Linked DNA regions of Callithrix jacchus: region 2 is linked to region 1. The links are chromatin contacts, called in public Hi-C maps. All regions are on one chromosome and are shown on one strand. Each heading gives the region's core, a stretch centred on a gene start, on an enhancer-like site or on the middle of the called end of the contact. The rest is flanking DNA. Distances are from core to core; before and after follow the strand shown.

Evidence for each region. A called contact is a pair of places that touch in the nucleus more often than the background predicts.
Region 2: a contact with region 1 is called in a Hi-C map of skeletal muscle, with 5 times the contacts expected there. The contact joins two enhancer-like sites. A contact is called at or near these places in 2 of 3 Hi-C or Micro-C datasets (both in skeletal muscle).

The regions. Positions count from the first base shown.
Region 1 is chr11:42,406,277-42,413,142 of calJac240_pri, forward strand. No RefSeq gene overlaps it. Among named protein-coding and RNA genes, the nearest start is that of CRPPA, 360 kb to the left of the region's middle. Within about 2 kb of position 2,410, at least 2 of the 16 cell types and tissues checked have an H3K27ac peak or open chromatin away from gene starts, as enhancers often do. A contact at or near this core is called in skeletal muscle, where this site is marked.
Region 2 is chr11:43,312,448-43,319,313 of calJac240_pri, forward strand. No RefSeq gene overlaps it. Among named protein-coding and RNA genes, the nearest start is that of DGKB, 250 kb to the right of the region's middle. Within about 2 kb of position 2,679, at least 2 of the 16 cell types and tissues checked have an H3K27ac peak or open chromatin away from gene starts, as enhancers often do. A contact at or near this core is called in skeletal muscle, where this site is marked.

The DNA.
Region 1 (6,866 bases), core at 1,160-3,659:
ATTATTTGTCTTGATAAATCAGGTGGAAAACTCTTAAATGAAAGACTGGAGAAAAAAATTCCCTTGCTGAATTAATCAGAATCACTGACTTTAGATCAAGTTGATGGAATATGAGGTTAACTATTAGACGTTAATGTTTTTGTATATGGCAAGCATTGAGTGGTTAGGTAAAAATGCAGTAGGCAGATACTCTGGAGTATTCTGGAGTAGTTAAAAGCAACAAATGACATGTAGACAAAATATCATGCATATATTATAAGAACACAGTTGAGTGCTTAAAAGTAGCAAGCAATGAATAAAAATCTGTATGAATCAATAACCTTCACTGATTATTCAGTTATAAATCAATAAACTTTAAAATACACATAAAATGTTTCATATTCTAGAAGAATTCATAGAAATTCAAGGATATCAAATATGTTAGCATGGTTCTAGAGGGGAAAACAAATGGAGATTGGGGAATAGGCATAAAAGATCTTTTTTTTTTTGTGACAGAGTCTCACTCTGTCACCCAGGCTAGAGTGCAATGACAGTCTCCTCTGCCTCCCGGGTTCAAGTGAGTCTCCTGCCTCAGCCTCCTGAGTAGCTGGGATTACAGGTGCGTGCCACCACACCTGGCTAATTTTTGTATTTTTAGTAGAGACAGGGTTTCACTATGATGACCGGGCTGATCCTGAACTCCTGACCTCGTGATCCACCCACCTCAGCCTCCCAAAGTGCTGGGATTATAGGCAGGAGCCACTGAGCCCTGCGCTGGCATAAAAGACCTTTAACAAAAAATGAAACACAAAGATAAGATGGTGTTCTTGTGTTTTTGGGGACACTGAAGTGTCGTTTTCTAGAATTAAATGGTTTATTTGCAATGAACACTTTCTAAATTGTCTTGTGATAAGAATGTATTTTTTTTTTCCTGTCAAATTGACATTTGTTGGACTAGGGCAGAAAAGAGTCAATGGAAATATTCCTCAAATGCAGAGATGGGAAGTAGTATCCAGCAACACTCTTGTGGTAGCGAAGGATGATTTATTTTGGAGACAACTACAGTTGAGAGTTACTTGTGTTCTGCATCTATCTGGGACATTGTTCAAGGTGGTTAAACTTCTGGAAATATAAGAGGTACATGAATGTATTACAGCTTTCTTACAAAGAGACCTCAGAGTAAGGGCACAAGCACAGCCCAGGTATCTAACTGTGTGAACCCTCATCCAGACTATCTGAAGAGATGTTCCAAGAGCTGGGAGCTGGGCCTGAGACCGGGTAAAACTGTCTAACAGGCAAGACTGAGAGCCAGGGGGAACTAAAGCCTGCATCTGGAGTGAGTGATAAAAACCAACAGCTAAAACTTGCGTAGCACTTACTATGTATCAGGCACAAGTGTAAACACTTTACACATGATAATTGTTCAGTCTTCACAACACAGGTGTGGTGTTATGAATGAGGAAAATGAGCAACAGAAAAGTTATTTGCTGGAGTTCATCTTGTTATTTAATAGTAAATGGTTGAACTGGGATCGTAATTCAGAAAGACTGCTAGTGTCTATGTTCTTACCTAATATTGCCTCTGAAGATTGGGGAGGGGCTCAAATAATACAACCTGCTTAATGTCGTAGGTTCTAATGGGCTTGCAGAGACATTGTGGAATTAAAACCAAGATGTGCAGGAAAGGCTGGTAGGCTTTGGGTAGTAAGGTCAGAAAAAAGGAGTTGGGAGAAATTCCTCGAGGTGCCCCTCTGTGGAGGCAAGAGTTCTGAGAGCCCTCCAGTCAATGTACGTATTACCACGGTTTCAACCACGGCGTCACTGGAGCCATAGAGTGGATTTCCAAATAATAAGGTCGCCAGTGTGAAGGCAGCCAAATCAGGATTCTGGAAACATGATACTCTTTGTTTTGGTGACGTTGGCAGCCCTCTCTACTTTTCCTTTCTGGATGAATAAAAACCCCAAACATCATGAGCCGGATGTTTGAATGTTTTCAAACCTTGTAATTTTGTAAATTGTCTGTTCCTGGCCCCTTCCCCACACTCCGACCCTAGCTGAATGTCACAGTGTTCTTCCTTTCTGTTGACTTTCGAATGAAGAAAGTGTGGTTTGAGTTTGTTTTCTCAGCAAGGTGATGGCAAAAGGATATTTATGGTGTTGAAGAATTTTAATTTTCTCTCACACAACTAGGATGTATAGTATATTTAAAATCCTCTCCAGGATATCTGCCTTCTGCCCAGATAATAAAATTGATCAGATGTTTTGAGGTTAAATAAACTGTTGTAATAATCTGGCAGCTGCCTGCTGGTTGTGGTTTTCAAAAGCAATTACTCACTCTGGAGTCAACTTTGAACTCTACATTTTAATTGAAAAAGCTAATTGTAGGCTATTGCTCCTGATTTAGCATTTGATTTGGCAGATTAGGAAGTGAAAAGACTTGTGGAGGGGCGGAGAGAGGAAGAGAAAGTAAGCAGGAGTGTTGCTGAGCTCAGATTCCTGTTTATTTGTGAGTGTTTTCACACAGGGTAGATTGTATGCTAACTACAGAAAATGCAGTTGGACTAAGAAGTCTCTGAGGCATTCATCTGAGGCTTGTCTGCAAAATCCTTATTTTTGGCTTATTTGCTCACTCTCTCTCACCCACACATAGAGAGAGTGAGATGCTACATATGTTACTATCTTAGCTGTAATTCAAATCTGAAAAGAATTTGTAAGAATATTATCAGACCATCTTTGAGGAGAAGCTTGTTTCTTAAAATGTTGGAGATACTAATGGACAGAGATGGCTACTGACTTTCACTAAAACACATCTACCAATTTTTACTAAAATTCAGCACAATATAGAAATCATTCATATGAGTGCCCAAAAGAACAAATCAATTAAGATTTGCAATCATTAAGGTTTTGAATTGCAATCATTAAGATTCTGAATAATTAGAAAAAAAGACAGCTACAGTCATATTTTTCCATCCAGGTCAATTATTAGCATCCTCTGACTGGCCAGAAAATAGCTGTTAGAGCCAAGCTAAGAAGAGTGAGAATTTGCATTTCTGCAGTTCTTTTCCTCATTTAAAAGCAAAATCTTTTTTGTACAAATATCCACAGGGATATCTGTAGCCTTCCAATGGTGTCTGCCAGACCTAGGTTAGGTTTACTTAGCACGGATGATATGGTGCATTTTAGAGATACACATTATTTAAATTTTAAAAAATGCATATGTATATGTTTGTGACTTAGAACTTTATGCTCTGAGACCAATTGACAAACTCCACCAGGAATTTCCTGTGAATATAATAAAATGTTGACAGTCCAAATTAGAGCTGAAGTGAAAAGCATAGAGACAGGAATACATTAATTTTATAAGACGTTTTCAAATACTAGTTACATGTCATTTGGAAACCCAGTTTAATTTTAGACTTTTTATGGAATGCAGATTTGGCTCATCACAGTTCTGTTAATGTTTTGTTGACCTCATAAATATAGTTTAATCCCTATGCATCACTTTCTGATCTGTAAGAAGATGATAAACATTCTTCCCACACATTTGCACTCAGCTCCTCTGTTGAAACAATAAGCAGGGTTGCAATACAGGAATTTGATTATGGCTTCAGAATCCAATGTTCTCTTTATCAGCTAAGAGTGGCTGAGATTTATTTGGTGTTTCAGTATCACCAAATTTGAAGATACTATAGTTAATGGAAAAAAAGAAACATTTGTGTTGATATTACAAGAATTATTCTGAAATATGGATATCCATGGAAATGTCAGCTGCCTACTACATCATTTCCAAGAGTCATTTTTGTGATCCTAATATTCATAAAGGCCCTCAAGTAAAAATGACTCATAAAAAGAAAGAGACCTTACAGATAGGAAGACTCTGATTGAAAACATTTACTTCATTCAAAATATATTTTTTGCCTATTTATTTGCTTTATATAGTTTACTCATAGATCTCTACTTTTGGCAAAATTCATCTTTTAGAATGCAGAAAAAAAAGATGACTTGTGTGGTAAGATTTTAAAACTTTTCTTCCTGTGGGAGGGAAAAAAGTTTGAAGAAAAAGTTAAACTTTTTAGATAATATTATTAGTGGCAGAAGTTAGAGACAATGGATTAATGCTTTAGTCATGGGAAATCTTCAGATCTGAAGAAAGGGAAAATAGTTACATAATGGTTTTTAAAAGTGCTGTGAAATTGTTGAGGTAAATAGAATTTTCCCCTTTGATGGTCTTAAAATATAAAGAAGGCATGTTTAAAATGACAGTTATGATGGTATAAGAGACTTCAGAATGCTGGCTCTGGAAAAACAAGGTGGGATTTCATCTCCGTTATATCGCTAATTTTTACCTTGGATAATTACAATATCCTGATAAAGCTGTTTCCTCATCTGTAAGATATCAGTATAATATAATACCTATCTTTTTTGGTTATGATTAAGATTAAATGAATTACTATTAACCGATATAAGATGAAACTACCAAGGTATACTAACTGCTACTTTATTACACAGTATCTTTATTTTTATAAGTAACAATAAACAAGTTTTCTCTAAATTGTCACAAAGGAATTGTAGAAATCAAAACCCAAAGTCACATTTGACATAAAAAAATGAAACTAATTTTCAGGGAAGTTAAGAACCACAATGATATAAATTTAAAACTGATATCTAGGTATATGGATAGAATTTTATTTAGTTTTCTACACTTCTAGAGGAAGAAGAGTGAAGGTTGAAAAGAAGCTGAAGTTTTAGCACTTCTTGCACCTCATTAACATACACCATTATGATCAAACTGTTAGAAATGAAAAAATACAAGCAAGGATAACCTCTTGTCTTGAGGTAATTTCCCATGTTATTTCTATACAACGTACCTTATTTTAGACTTAGTGGGAAATTTATTCTTTTCCAAGGAAGATGAGAGATCAGAATTGTATTATTGATATAAATGAAAATTTTGTTACTAAGGTTTTGTTGTAAAGCCCATGCTATAAATTTCTACAGCTGCACTCATCCTTTTCTCTTGTTTGGCATATAGATATTTCAAATTATCTTGCTGCCAATTCTCCAGTGTCACCTGAATTTGTCCTCACTAAAAAGTTGTGTGTGTGGCGGGGCAGGTATGGTGTATGGATGTTTGGTGTGTCTCCCTTAAGAGACTTCACAGAATGACGTGCAGGTCACTAGCTACTACTACCTGCTGTAGGATCAGGTTCACCGAGAGTGCTAGCCAAAGCAGAGGCATGACTCTTAGTGTCTCCGGTTACTTAGTCCATCTGTGCTCAGCTCTAGGGTGGAGGTTTGATTATGAAGACTGCATTTTGCCTTGCAGACATACACTTGAGTCTTACTGAGATAATTTGCTGCAAAGAAACTCTGGCTACTGCTCAGGTGAAACAGCTTTCTTTCCATAAGGTTTCACTTTACTGGAGGTGAGATCCAAGAACTGCTTTTTAATGGGAGAAGAAGGATTTCTCCAAGAGGACTTGCTAGGATTTCTTTGTTCAGTGTATTTTCTTTCATTTCAAGTTGATTGAGGGACATCAGATAGGATTCTTGTTTCACCCTGCATGCTTCTTGTCAACTATCTTGCTTTTCACAGTCTGACTACACAGGGACATTTACAGCCTTCCAGTGGTGTCTGCCAGACCTAGGTGTTATACGCCATACCTCCAGATCATTACCATATGGTATTTTAGGAGACGACACAGTTCATTTCAATGCAATTCAAATGAGCAGATTTCTTTTCTTTATTACACCATTGCATTTGGCGGCAATCCACCAGAGGCAGAGCCTAACTCTCAAAGGAATACTCTGCCCACTCTGTCCATTTAACTTGAAAATCTAGTCGGTTGATCACACATGTGCAACAGATGTGTGAGCATGCGTAGCGAAAATAAAAAATAAAAAATCCCAGCAGTGTACTGTGGGAAATGTAGCAGAACTACTAGCAAACAGGGACAAAAAAAGTCTGGTACTAAAACTTTGATTTTTGTTGTTGGAAGGGCAATGTTTCTTATTAATTTTTCCCTCCTCTCTTAAGCGGAAAAGGTATAGTTTTCCATTATTATTTTGCAGTGATTATGTAACAGTGGTAAGGAAAGTGTTCATTTTCACAAACTTCATCTTGTACAGATATAATTTTAAATATTTGGACCAGATTTTCTTGGGCCCCTGCCTCTCAGGAACTGAATGTTGGCACAATTCCACTGAAAAAGCCACCCATTTACAAGAGAGGATATCAGAAATACACACCCTTTCGTCCATGCCCCACAGGCTTACATGGAAGGAGACAGCAGCAGCTGTTTTTCTCATGGCGCATAAGGGTTACTTGGGGAAATCTCTCTTCCTGTTTTTATATGGACAACTAAATTGTTGCATAGCCAGTTAATTTTGGCTAGGTCAACAGCACAAGGTTAATTATTGGAACCTTCCTCTTTTTGCCTCTGTGAGAGTATAATATTCATAGGATATAAAAGAAGAAAATTTAATATAGTGACTTATTCTAGAAGTGCTGTTTATTTGGGAAGTATTTGTTTTATTATACTTTCAAAGATTTTACACATACTCAACTTTGTCTTCTAGGAAATAGTGGAAGATTTTGATGTGAACTTAAATTAAAAAAAATCTTAGAATACGTTAACATATTTAGAAAAAAATAACACTTTTATTTTATAACGTGAACACGTTTTAAAAGTTAGAACAATTGGCTAACCTATGAGAGAACTCTGAAGTTATGTTTTCCTGCTCTCTACTACACCTCAATTTGGCTTGCATGATTTTATACCTTTTTCTAAAGATATATTATGATGTTACATTGTCTTTATAACTTTGGATTTAATTAACGCATCAAAGGGCACATGGATTGATTTCTTTTAATGTACTATAGAATAG
Region 2 (6,866 bases), core at 1,429-3,928, 910 kb after region 1:
CATATATGTCTTCTTTGGAAAAGTGTCTGTTCATATCCTTCACCCACGTTTGGATAGGTTTGTTTGTTTTTTCTTGTAAATCTGTTGTAGTTCTTTGTAGATTCTGGATATTAGCCCTTTGTCAGATGGGGAGATTGCAAAAATTTTTTCCCAATCTATTGGTTGCCAGTTCACTCTAATGATTGTTTCTTTTGCTGTACAGAAGCTCTGAAGTTTAATTAGATCCTATTTGTCTATTTTGGCTTTTGTTGCCAATGCTTTTTGTGTTTTAGTCATGAAGTCTTTGCCTGTGCCTACATTCTGAATGGTTTTGCCTAGGTTTTCTTCTAGGGTTTTTATGGTGTTAGGTCTTATGTTTAAGTCTTTAATTCATCTGGACTTAATTTTAGTGTAAGGTGTCAGGAAGGGGTCCAGTTTCTGCTTTCTGCACACTGCTAGCCAGTTTTCCCAACACCATTTATTAAACAGGGAATATTTTCGCTATTGCTTGTTTTTGTCATGCTTATCAAAGATCAGATGGTTCTTGATGTGTGGCATTGCCTCAAAGGCCTCTATTCTGTTCCATTGGTCTATATCTCTGTTTTGGTACCAGGACCATGCTGTTTTGATTACTGTAGCCTTGTAGTATAGTTTGAAATCAGGTAGCATGATGCCTCCAGCTTGTTTCTTTTTTGCTTAGGATTGTCTTGGTTATGTGGGCTTTGTTTTGGTTCCATGTGAAGTTTAAGGTGGTTTTTTCCAGTTCTGTGAAAAAGGTCACCAATTATTAGAGCAATGCAAATCAAAACCACATTGAGATACTACCTCATGCCAGTTAGAATGGCAATCATTAAAAAATCTGGAGACAACCAATGCTGGAGAGGATGTGGAGAAATAGGAATACTTTTACACTGCTGGTGAGAGTGCAAATTAGTTAAACCATCATGTAAGACAGTGTGGCAGTTCCTCAAGGATCTAGAAACAGAAATACCATTTGACCCAGCAATCCCATTACTGGATATATACCCAAAGGATTATAAATTGTTCTGTTATAAAGACACATGCACAGGTATGTTCATCACAGCACTGTTTACAATAGCAAAGACCTGGAACCAACCCAAATACCCATTGATGACAGACTGGACCAAGAAAATGTGACACATATACAATGTGGAATACCATGCAGCCATAAAAAATGATGAGTTCATGTCCTTTGTAGGGACATGGATGCATCTGGAAACCATCATTACCAGTAAACTGATGCAAGAACAGAAAATCAAACACTGGATTGAGATATGAGAAAATCTCACTCATATGCAGGTGTGGAACAAAGAGAACACAAGGACACAGGGAGGGGAGCATCACACACTGGGGTCTGTTGGGGGGTGCCAAGGGAGGGACAGAGGGGGGTTGGGAGGTTGGGGAGGGATAACGTGGAGAAATGCCAAGATGTAGTTGATAGGTGGATAGAGGCAGCAAACCATATTGCCATATGTGTACCTATGCAACAATCCTGCATGATCTGCACATGTATCCTAGAACCTAAAGTACAATAAAAAAAAGAAAAAGAAAAAAAGACACCGATTAGCCAGCGCGGTGTCTCATGCCTGTAATCCCAGCACTTTGGGAGGCTGAGATGAGTTTATCACTTGAGGTCAAGAGTTTGACACCAGCCTGGCCAACACAGGTCTTTGAAACCCCGTCTCTACTAGAAATACAAAAATTAGCCAGGCATTGGTGTTGGATGCATGTAAATCCCAGCTACGTGGGAGACTGAGGCAGGAGAATCACTTGAACCCAGGAGGTGGAGGTTGCAGTGAGCCAAGATCGCACCACTGCAATCTAGTCTGGGCGTGACAGAATGAGACTCCCTTGAATTGGGAAATATGAACTAATGGTATAATCGGCAATCAGTAAATCAGTGGTAGATTCACACTCATTTGTTTACATATTGTCCGTGGCTGCTTTCATATTGCACAGTGGCAGAGCTGAGTAGTTATGACAAGCCTTGCAAAGCTAAAATATGTTCTGGTTAGCCCTTTATAGGAACAGCATGCCAACCCCTGACCTAAAGTCAATCATAAACTTTGCTCCCTTTCTTAGTGAAGAAGATCAGCAATCTTCCTGCTCATTTGTCACTTTATTGATGTCTCTCCACCCCATCAACCAATGCGCATCTAATTATCCACCTGGGACTAATAATAGACAAATGGGATTTGCCCCTAGGACAACTCTCCCGGAAGGCTCTGAACAAGATCAAAACATTAATCCAACTTCAAGGCTGAAGTTCCATTGTTCATCCTAAATGACTTCCAACTAGATTTTTCCATAGAGCCTATCAGAATTTCTGCAATGAGGGTATCCCCCAGCTGCCAGCTTTATTCCAGGTGCCTCTGTTTCACATCCACCATTATTGAAAGCATTTTCACTCTGTTGTGTTTTGAGTCCTATATTTTGACACCCCGAAACTGCATTGAGTGAGGGCTCCATCTAGTGACAGAGCGTGCATACTTCCTTTTCAGTTTTGAGTCTGAGGAACTATTTCTATTGCCTCTTAGGAAAATGCTTCGGCTTAAAAAATAGCCTGCCTCCTAAGGAAAGATTCTTTCTTTCTCGTACGTAATTAGCCAATACAGAGCCAAATGAAGACCATGTGGTAGGGATGATACACAAGCCGTGGACAAGCTCTTGAATTCAAGGTCAGCCTCTCCACAATTTCCTTCTTAACTCTGGATGCATGATAATATTTTGGGCAGCACATGCTGGCTAACCAGGTGGTGCCCTACCACATTTGAGCTTAGGGCCTTGTGAATGCTTTTGAAACAGGAAACGTTGATCTAACTATTAATGTATTACAGAGCTATAAAGACTGTCTCTCATTTTTCCATTGCTTTTTCTGATTCCTTACTTCTGTTGCACTAGCTTATTAGGGTCTGAGACCTGCCACCAGCATATGCTGGCATTCTCCTCTCCCTTTAGTAGGTATGCTAGGCATAGTTTAAAATTAAATTCAAACTGAGCATATGTGCCCTCAAGCTGCCTGTGCTGGCTAATGACCTGTACCTTTACTGAGGCCAGTGCAGCTGGCATTAACTGGCTGTACTCTGTGCAATCAGAATCTGCAGTAAACCTCTGTGTGGCTAACAGGTCATTTAAGGCCTGTGAGCTTGCATGTTTGCTGAGATATATTTAGCCTCTACACCATTGCTCGGGACCAGCTTTGATTCCTGTGTGTTCACTGAGGTCTAGCATTTCTACAGAGACAGCCCACTGCCTGCAGATAAGATCACTGTGTACTGCGGTGAATGATGATGTCTGTATCCCGTGTTTATTAAGGTTTAGAAGTGTTCCTCCAGGACATAGCATTTAAAGTAAATCACACTTTCATTTCCAGAACATCTTCCAAAAGTGCAGGATTTGAAACTTTAAGTGTTTATTGCCATATAGTTAGAGACAGGTTGATGATGCCAAAGCACTGATAGGTGTAAATATCTTGCTTGAGTCGACCTTAGAGAGGCTTCTAAAGTGGTTGGAAAGCTTTCAGAATAGTAATGTTAGTCCTGCAATCTTAGATAGATGTGTCTTTTTCGAGTTTAGTCTGATATAAGAACCTAAGTGAATGGCTAAAATGTGTTAAAATTGCCTTTAAAAAATGTTACATGATATATTTTTTCTTTTTCTTTTTCTTTTCTTTCCTTTTGTTTTTTTTGAGACAGAGTTTCACTTTTGTTGCCCGGACTGCAGTGCAATGGTGTGATCTCGGCTGTGCAACATCTACCACTTGGGTTCAAGCAATTCTCCTGCCTCAGCCTCCCAAGTAGCTGGGACTACAGGCGCATGCCACTATGCCCAGCTAATTTTTGTATTTTTAGTAGAGATGGGGTTTTGGGGTTTCACCATGTTGACCAGGAGGGTCTCGATCTCTTGACCTCATGATCTGCTTGCCTCGGCCACCCAAAGTGTTGGGATTGCAGGCGTGAGCCACTGCGCCCATCCCTTTTTTCCCCTCACATTTAGTGTTTGGAGGTTGTAACTGCCGAAGCAGTGTAATGTAGTCACCCAGGTTTCTGTTGCAGTCTATTCTTTAGCGTCTCTTGCAGAATATTACTTGTGATGTGCCTACTTATTATTATTGAATATAAATCTCTTCATAATTCTTTTGAATTAAAAAAGTCTGAAAGAAACTTTCTTAATTTTAGAGATATTAAATAACTGTTCTAAAGTAATACTTTATGAATATTTATGATATTAAATAACTATTCTAAAATAATACTTTATGAACTATTCTAAAATAATACATTTGTTTACCTCAACACCATATATAACCAAAATTTATCAATAATTATTTCTAGGTAGTTTTTCTCAAACTCTCCACAGAATATTTTTAGTATATTTCAGTGAAACAGCTTTTCAGTATTCATGGACGTTGTTTTAATTTCTATAGAACCTTGACTGCTATAAATTTTTATGATTTTATGATGCTATTTAGAATCTAATTAAGATGTATTTTTATAATCTATTGACAAAGTTTAGAATGTCAATTTAAGTTATTAAAAGTTTCCTAACATGGGAAAATAAAAAATACAATCATTCTCCATTATCTTTCTCCAACTATCTACTGGAATTCTACTGAATAAATAAGAGCCCTTTTGAACTCAGCATTTCTCAAACTGAGCATCTGACCTCCCTCTTGCACCCCTAATCTTGCTCCATCCAAAGACTTCTCTATCTCAGTTGTCAGAAACACCAAAATTCCACTTCCTCAAACAAAGCTTGGATCATCCTGGACTCCTCTACTTTTTATACTCCCCACACTGAATTCATTAGGAAGTCTGATTGATGTTACACCAAAAATATATGAAGAATGTGACCACTTATTACCTTCACTGCTTTTACTCCCATCCAGCTTCTTACTGGATTACTGCAGTAGCCTTCTCCCTGGTTTCTCCACTTTCCCCCCTTTCCCTTAAATAGTCTTCTTAATATAGCACCTGGAATGATAACTTTTCTTAAAACATAGAATGGATCCTGTTCCTACTCTGTTTCAAACCTACAAACAGCCCAGCATTTCACTGAAAGTAAAAGCCAAAGTTTTTACAATGTCCAAAGGGCTCCGTATGATGCGTGCTTTCTTCCTCTCTGACTCCTCTTTACTACTCTCTTCCTCCCTACTCTGGGCTCCCCATACCAGCATATTTGCTGTCCCTTGAGTACACCATACACTCAGCTGCCCTGGGACTTTGCACTCATTGCTCCCTCCACCTGGGTGGTCTTCCCCCGACATGTCAGCCTGGCTCACTCTTGATTCATCCCAAGTCTCTGCTCAAGCGTCTTTCTGGTGATTCCCCTTAACAGAGCAACCTGTTCTCTTCTTACTCAGCACCACCAGTCCTTATCTGGCTGTACTTAATCTCTTTTTCCTGTGATGTCTCTAGTATCCATATAACAGGCTTATTTATTATGTTTATTACTTAGTATCTTTCATTTCCTATAATAATATATACAAGGCCTAGGGTCATTGTCTGTTTTGTTTCCAATGTATCATACTCAACACATGGTACATACACAATTACTGAACAAATGAATGATGTAAGTAAGATTTTATATGAATATTTACTTATTTATATAAATACCTATAAATTATTTAAATACGCTTAAAATTATCATGTATGAGTACACAATAAATTCTTTAATTCCTTACTATGGAGCAATAATATGCTTTTAGTTCCCACTATTTTAATCTTTAATGAACAAGCATGTATGTAAATATTTTCGTACTTTCCCATTTATAAAAAAAGTGCTTCGGGTAGTTTTACAATGTCCCAATTAACCATGTGTTATATCTCATTTTAAGAAATTAAAGTATATGTGATATTGATTTAAGTAACATAAAGGAAAAACATTGTCTAGACTATGAACAGTAAAACTTTTTAGATCTGCTACTCTACACTTCTGGATAAGTTACTTAAAATTCTTGAGCTTGTTTTTCTCTGCTTTTAGAATGATATACACTTTGTTTATCATCTATGCCATTTGTTTATAAGGTTAAATATAATAACTTAAGGTTGATTATTTTAAGAACTGTAAGGCTCTTTACAGAGTGTAATACTGCACTCTGTAAATGTTGTTTTACCATATTAAATTACCCTCAAACTCTGAATTGTAGTTACCCTTCAGACTCTTAGGTTTCTCTGCTTTCAGAATTTTTTAATGTTTATAGATTCAGGGCGTACATGTGCAGGTGGGTTACATGGATATACTGCACGATGCTCAGATTTGGCTCCTAGTGTACCCATTACCTGAATAGTGAATGTTGTACCCGACAGGTAATTTCTCAACCCTTATTCCCTCCCTCCCTCCCCACTTTTGGCATCCCCAGTGTCTGTTATTTCCTTTGGTATGTCCATGACCTAAACTCATTGTTTAGGTCCCACTATAAGTGAGAACATGTGATATTTGTCTATTTCTGAATTATTTCATTTGGACTAATGGCCTCCCACTCCATCCAAGTAGCTGAGAAAGACATGGTTCATTCTTTTTATGACTGCATAGTATTCCATAGTGTATGTATACCACATTTTTTCTATCCAGTAATCTGTTGATGAACTCTTAGGCTGATTCCATGACTTTGCTATTGTGAATAATGCTGCGATACACATAATAGTGCAGGTGAATTTTGGATATGACAATTTGTTTTCTGTGGATAAGTACCCAATAGTGGGATTGCTGAGTAGAACAGTAGTTATATTTTTAGTTCTTTAAGAAATTTACATAGTATTTTCCATAGAGGTTGTACTTTACATTTCCACCAACAGTGAATAAGCATTCCCTTTTCTCTGCATCCTCACTAACATTTGTTGTTTTTTGATTTTTTATTAATAACTATT